Linked DNA regions of Zea mays: region 1 is linked to region 2. The links are chromatin contacts, called in public Hi-C maps. All regions are on one chromosome and are shown on one strand. The core of a region is the stretch at or near the end of the contact, and the rest is flanking DNA. Distances in the headings are between cores, read along the strand shown.

Evidence for each region. A called contact is a pair of places that touch in the nucleus more often than the background predicts.
Region 1: a Hi-C map of ear shows a contact between it and region 2, with 4 times the contacts expected there. The contact joins the promoter of LOC100280665 here to the promoter of LOC100384542 in region 2. A contact is called at or near these places in 8 of 25 Hi-C or Micro-C datasets (bundle sheath, ear, endosperm and 3 more).

Annotation. Positions count from the first base shown.
Region 1 is chr1:175,546,347-175,549,616 of Zm-B73-REFERENCE-NAM-5.0, reverse strand. It overlaps LOC100280665 (methylcrotonoyl-CoA carboxylase subunit alpha), which reads right to left and starts at 1,759. Exons shown (of 16, transcript NM_001371674.1): 1 at 1,219-1,759; 2 at 813-934; 3 at 572-719; 4 at 263-400; 5 at 66-161. The coding sequence starts at 1,602.
Region 2 is chr1:175,340,137-175,343,770 of Zm-B73-REFERENCE-NAM-5.0, reverse strand. It overlaps LOC100384542, which reads left to right and starts at 2,009. Exons shown (of 12, transcript NM_001362413.1): 1 at 2,009-2,132; 2 at 2,243-2,352; 3 at 3,624-3,634. The coding sequence starts at 2,305.

The DNA.
Region 1 (3,270 bases), core at 510-3,009, 210 kb before region 2:
CCTTAGAGCTTCCTCAATATGTTTTCAAGCAAGCTCCAGGTTTTTGTTGGATAACAGATCCTTACAGCTGGAGCTTCCTCGATGATCTTCTGATGCCTTCTCTGTAGACTGCAGTCTCTCTCATAAAGGTATATCGCATTTCCATGTTGGTCGCCAAATACCTTCAAACATTAATGCAGTACAAGGGAAGACAACAAAGAGTTACTGCAGGTTTCCAATTGTATGAAGGACTGTGGCAGGTCCAATATCAATTGAATCTTACCTGGACTTCTACGTGTCTTGGTTGAGTAATATACTTCTCAATCAATAGTGTGTTTACACCAAACGATGCTGCAGCTTCCCGTTGAGCGCTCAGTACAGAATCCACAAATTCATCAGGCCTTTCGACTATTCTCATCCCCTTAAGAAAGGATATAGGATGAAAAGGTTACACACACACACAAGACACACATAAGATAGGTCATGCAGCTACAGAGCAGGCTTCTCTGGAACACTTGAAAGCTATATGCCTAGCAAATCATAATAAGAACTTCTCCATGCATGAGACAATCTGAGAAACAGTTTAGCACACCTTGCCCCCTCCACCATGGGTGGGTTTGATTAAAACAGGATAACCGATTTTATCCGCTTCGAGTTTCAACAGCTCAACGTCCTGGTCAGCCCCATGGTACCCTGGAACCAGCGGCACGCCAGCAGCACCCATGATCCTCTTGGATGCACTGTATTTTACAAATTATGTTCAGTGTGCACTGCTCTGAACAAGAGCCAAAACAGAACAATCTGTAAGCACACCAGACAAGAAGATGTTTTACCTCTTATCGCCCATGTCTCGGATTGCAGATGCTGGTGGTCCAATGAATTTGAGCCCCTCGGCTTCACAGAGCTGCGCGAAATCAGCACTCTCTGAAAGGAAACCGTATCCCGGGTGGATAGCCTGCACAAAGCAAATTCATGGCATACTAAACTTTCGTACTGTTCTCCACTTCCACACTTCCCTACGACTCGCCTACGTGCTACAGCGTGTGCGTGTGGCGGGGGATACTCGTTTTAATGTAAAGTAGAGCTATCTCTACAGAGCAAGTGAGCAACGACAACGACCAACGATCGGTGTGTGTGGCACTGACACGGCAGGGCACGCGGCTCCAGACGCAAAGTAGGGGAAAATAATGAGCGAGACAGCGACGGGCGGCAGGGCAGGGGAGGGGTTGGTAGACGGACCTGGGCGCCGGTGCGGAGGGCGGCCTCGATGATGGCCCTGGCGTTGAGGTAGCTCTCCCGCGCGGGCGGCGGGCCGATCCTGACGGCCTCGTCGGCGGCGCGCACGTGCAGCGCCCCGCGGTCGGCGTCGCTGTACACGGCCACGGTGGCGACCCCGAGGCGGCGCGCGGTGCGCATGACCCGGCACGCGATCTCGCCCCGGTTCGCCACCAGCACCTTCTCGATGCCCCCGCCGCCCGCCGCCGACGACGAGGCCGCAGCTGCGGTTGGTGGGGAGGAGGAGAGGAGCCGCGCGGCGTGGAGGGGTAGCGCGGGCACGGGGCAGCCCGGGATCCCGCGCCCGCGGCGGCGCAGGTGGAGGTGGAGGAGGAGGCGGGAGGCCATCCTGCGGTGGCGATGGTTCGGCTGGACGCTGGTGGAGGCTTGGAGAGCAGTGGTGACTGGTGTTGAGCAAGACGGAGTGGCGCGACGACGGGTCGGTGGAATTGTGGAAATAGTACGCGAGATGCGAGATGGGGGGCGTCGTCAGTGTGGGCCTGGGTTGGTCCCGCTGGATAAGGGCGGTGACTGGTCAGACGAGTCCGCGACGTCTCTCCTTGTTCCCGTCGGCCGTCCGTAGCTCTCCAGCCTTCCTGCGCGAGCGTGCCGAGAAGGAAGGGCGGATGAGCATCTCAGGTAGAGATGGCAATGGGGACCCGATCCCCGATTCCCCGCGGGAATTCCCCTATTAGGGGACGGGTATGGGACAAATTTAGTCCCCGCGGGGATCTAAATGGGGGAAATTTAATCCCCGTCGGGTTCGCGGGGACGGGGACGGGGAACCATCCCCCGTCCCCGTTCCCCGTGTACCCGCCCCACGAAACTATTTTATCCAAGTTAGTCAATTTACTTGTTAAAATTATAGTAAGAACTCAGTGCATGACATGTTATAAAATAGAAAACTAAACTCTAAAGTAGATATCTCTTGTAATTTTCAATCTTGTTTGTTAAATTTGTATTAATTTGATACAATCAATTTAAATTTATCTTTAAATATTGTACTTCTAGCAGAGACAGATTCCCCGCGGGGTTCCCCACGGGGATAAATTCCCCGACGGGGACGGGGATGGGAGAAAAAGCTCCCCCGTGAGCGTTCGCGGGGACGGGGACGGGGAATTTTTATCCCCGCGGGGACGGGGGTGGGAAGCCATTCCCCGACGGGGAAATCCCCGTTGCCATCCCTAATCTCAGGCCTGCGTACCTCAGAGCTCAGATGGTATCTTTTCCAATTTAAAATCTATTTTAGTATTTTATTGGATTCATACACTAATTGTATATGTTTTTATATATGTCTAAATAGTGATGATCTAAAATTGGAATAAAGGAGGAGCTGATTACATAGTGATCATTAGCCGAGGCAATACAACTCAAATTTCTCTATTCTTCTCCATTTTCCCTCTTTCTCTACCCCCATCTTTCTCCAATAGACTGAGGAGCTAATTTTTCTTTTTTTCTCCTTAGTCCTTCCTTCTCTATCCCTCACCGAATTTTATATCCCAATCCCCCTTTAGATTCATCTCTGTATCTAGATTTATCATTATTTATTTGAACATAAACATAAAGTCTAAGTGCTAAAATGAATTGTGGGACCGTGAGAGTATTTAAATCGATGAATAGAAGGATTTGCCATTAACTTCGCACAAATCAATATTTTGTTAACTAAATTTCTTTTACGGAGACAGCTATTTCCTTTAACCCATTCATGTCTCTCCACCACAATCTTTCACCCTAACATATTTACTACTTTTACTTTCGGTGCTTACCGAGGGGTCGATAATAAAGTGACACTAGTTATATGCATATTGCTATGGTCTATATATCACATGGTAGAATTTGTTTTAATAAAACGCAAATAACTAATCTCACTTATGTACAATTTTATTTTATCTATATCACTATATGAACCACCAGTTTAAACTTTACAAAATCCACCCAACAAAATAATCCCTATACTCATGACATCTACTAAATCCACCAAACAAATTGTATCTAGACTTAACCCACTATCAAAAC
Region 2 (3,634 bases), core at 760-3,259:
GACATGTCCGGTGCACACCGGACAGTCCGGTGAATTATAGTGGAGCGCGCCCCAAAGAAACCCGAGAGTGGCCTGTTCGCTTGGTGCTCAACCTGGGGCACCGGACACACACCAGACACTGTCCGGTGCGCCACTTGGCATCACACTCTCATGTCTTGCTCCAAATATTGTTAAGTCCCTAACTTAATTTCTTTCTTGGTTTGTGTTGAACCTTATGCACCTGGAGATAAATGGCATCTAGACAAACTAGTTAGTCCACGGGGTTTGTGATGGACGTCAACCACCAAAATCGATTATAGGAAATGATTAAGCCCATTTCCCTTTCACTGCCCTTGTTTAATAGTTGATTTTCCGAAGACAACATGACTTGGTCTCCATGGCCGATTTTCGACATCTTCATTTCCACTTTCCACATCGAAGCTTTCACTATCGCTAGAGTTTTCAGAAATCCTAGCTAACATCTCATTGGCGATCTTCTCCACGTTGGTTTTTCCATGGCTTCGTAAAACCCGGCCAGCGCTGGATCAATGATATTCTTCTCATCAGCCATTTGGACAATGGTTGCTAGAATGCCGAAGCTCAAAAGCTAATCAAACTCGACGAAGTAAGGAAGGTTAAAATGGCAAACACAATGCGAGCAACTCAAATAGCACGAAAAATACTCACAACACAAGTTTCTATTTATATACTTAGAACCCTATAGATTGGTGGGTCCCGCAGGTCAGTGTAATTCGTTGTTCTAGCGAAGGGAAGGTGTTTTTTCGGACCTTCGGCTAAAGGCCTTCATTCACGTCGCAGTCTAAATTTGTTACAAAGAAACAAATCAATACTGCGAGGGGCTACTGTTGGGGCCTTCTTTCTTCGAAGGTCCTCAAAAACGTAATTGACCATATGTTTTCAATATAATATGGATTGTTACATGGGGCTTCGGCTTTGGGATGAAGGTTTATTTTTATATAGCAAGGTGAAGATGAAGCTCGGAGATAATAAGAAAGAATGAACGACGAAGCTGTAACCAAGGAGCTTCAGCTTTGATGTAATGATGAAGGTCGATCATGATGATGACCGAAAAGAGACAAAGACTATTTAGTCCTTGATGTTTTGTATTATATAAATAGATGAGAGTCAGGGACATGAATGTAATTTTATCTAGGTCGCGTCCTGTACCTATAAATAGATGAACAGTAGCACCGTAATGTTCACACTGGATTGTAATCACTCTCCCGCATACACGCCTTCGAGCAAGACGAATGTCTCAATGTAATGTAAATACTGTTGAATATTCATTTATGTTTTATGGAATACAAATATAAATGAATTAATAAGATCCAGTCTTCATCTTTATCCTTTCATATTTCTATTCACGTATTAAATAATGAAGGCATGTCTCTCGTGATCTTCGTCTGATTGTGTTGTTATTCTATCAAGTTATTTCAAGGGATGGTTGTCGTGAAATCTCAACCGCATCCGAGGTGAGCTATTTTTGTTGTTGTTGTATGCCATTAATATGTATCTACAAGTTTGTACTTCAATAATCAATTGTTCGAGGCCTTTCTCTTTCGAAGGTACTCAAAAACACGACTAATCATTTGTTACTAGCATAATATTGAATATTACAGGAGCTTCGTCATAAGAAAAGTTTCGTGATGAGGATATCCTTCCCCACCGAAGGTCCTCGAGACGAAGATATTGTCTAAAAGCGACAACGACAAATATCGAAACTGCAGCTGAAGGACGACGACTTCGTTTTAAGGCGGCAACAAAGGTCAAACATGACGCTGAGCCGAATAGAAAAAAAAAACTATTTATAACCAGAGAAGTATCGAGGTGTAAATCGGCCATCATCATCGACAAAACAACGACGATCTTACCTTTCTTCAGTTCCCACTCGAAAGGCCCAATCGGAACTGGCCTGCTGGCTGCTGCTGCGGCCCATGGCCCAGGTGATCGTCCCCACTGACAGTCGCGGCCCCACCGCCGAAAACTTGGGTTCCCACTTCCCGCCCATGTCCATCTCACCGTCTCCTTGAAACGCACCCGAGCCAGGTCGAGCCGTCGAGTCGAGTCGTCGACGACAGCACGCGGCGGGCGGAAGGGGACGCAGACACGCAGTTGCAGGCTCGCAGCAGCAAGTATATAATACGAACCCCCTCGTCAGGCCCAGTAAATTTTTTGATGCACTATTAGTAGTAGTGCCGCTGCCCGCTGGTGCTGGGAGCTCATCATCATTCGTCGGTAGCAGGAAGGAGGCGGCGTGGAAGGGGAGGCAGATGCGGGAGGCCCACCGCAGGGTCGTCGCACCAGATGGACACGCCGGATAGGCCCCGCGCCGCCGCCGCCGCCGGGTTCGAGGTCCGCCATCTCGGTTGCGTCCGGGGGCCCGCCCCCGTCGATGCTTGTTCCTCACCGATTTCCGCTGTTCTGATGTGGGTTTTTTAGGATGGGGGCGGGGGAGCGGTCTGTTCGTGGCTAGGCGGCCCGGCCGTTCTGTTGGATTGGTCGGTCTCGGTCGGTCGGCAGGCGCCTCCCCCGCCGATGCGGTTTGCTGCGCCGCATTTGCCTTGACCCTTTGTTGATTTGTTTCTTTTTGTGGGGGGAGGGGGACTAGAAGGGTTCATTTCCGTTGGTGTTGGCGATTAGGTTTCTGATCGATAGATGCATCGCCGCTTTCTCCGGTGTTGGACTTTGACTTGGATTTGAGGTCTTCATCAGTGTTTTTCTCTGCGGGGAGAGAGGTGGGGATTTGGGGGCTAGCCTTACTCGACCCTGCGACGAACCATTCAACCATTGCTACTGGATGGACCAATTGGCTTGCTGATTTAGCGAGTTGTGGTGTCCGTTTGGATTGTCACCCCGTCCCCACGAGATTAGACAAGTTCTGGTGTATGCATTGTTCGGAAATGGAGGGTTTGGACTTTGGACCTTCTGCCCTCCAATGCTAGTGCTTAGATCGGCAAATCACAGCATTGTCTGATAGGTTTGGTGGTCTTCTGTCCATGGGAAATGCGAGTTCTTCAGAGCCTGAGGTCGTCTGTTCATCTAGCTCTTGGGAAACTGGCGTGTCTGATCATGCACATTGCTTTGTCATGGAAAAATCTTTCTCGGCAATTAGGGCGTCCTAGTATGAGGAGGCCCCTCGTTTCATTTTCTTATGCAAGTATTGTATGTCTCAGCAATGCTACATTTGATTACCTCATCATTCTATGCCTTTCAATGTGCCTTGGGGTTTCTTCCGACTGCTTTCCAATCAGCAGAGGCACCTAACTTTCTTACTTGCCATCACAATTCAAGTATTCATAAAGCATTTGTAGTAGATAAACTTGTACTATCCTATTCAATGCACGCAACTTCTTGCGGTGCTTTGGATATGCTGGTCTTATTTTGCCTGCATGTGTGTTTGTTCTCTTAAATGGGTTGGGGTAAAAGTTGGTGTAATACGGGCTTTTGCAGACTTCCTTCTCACGGAAGATTGTGGTAATCTCTATTTGCTAAAAAAAGCTCATGGTTTCGATTTAGCCAATCCTCAATTGATTGACATCAGGGCACATAAGCTTGCTTTTATACTTAGTGATGAAATGAAGACCTGTGCCTTTACTTTTCTAATTCGATTTTACTGCTTGCAGGATTCTCCTGT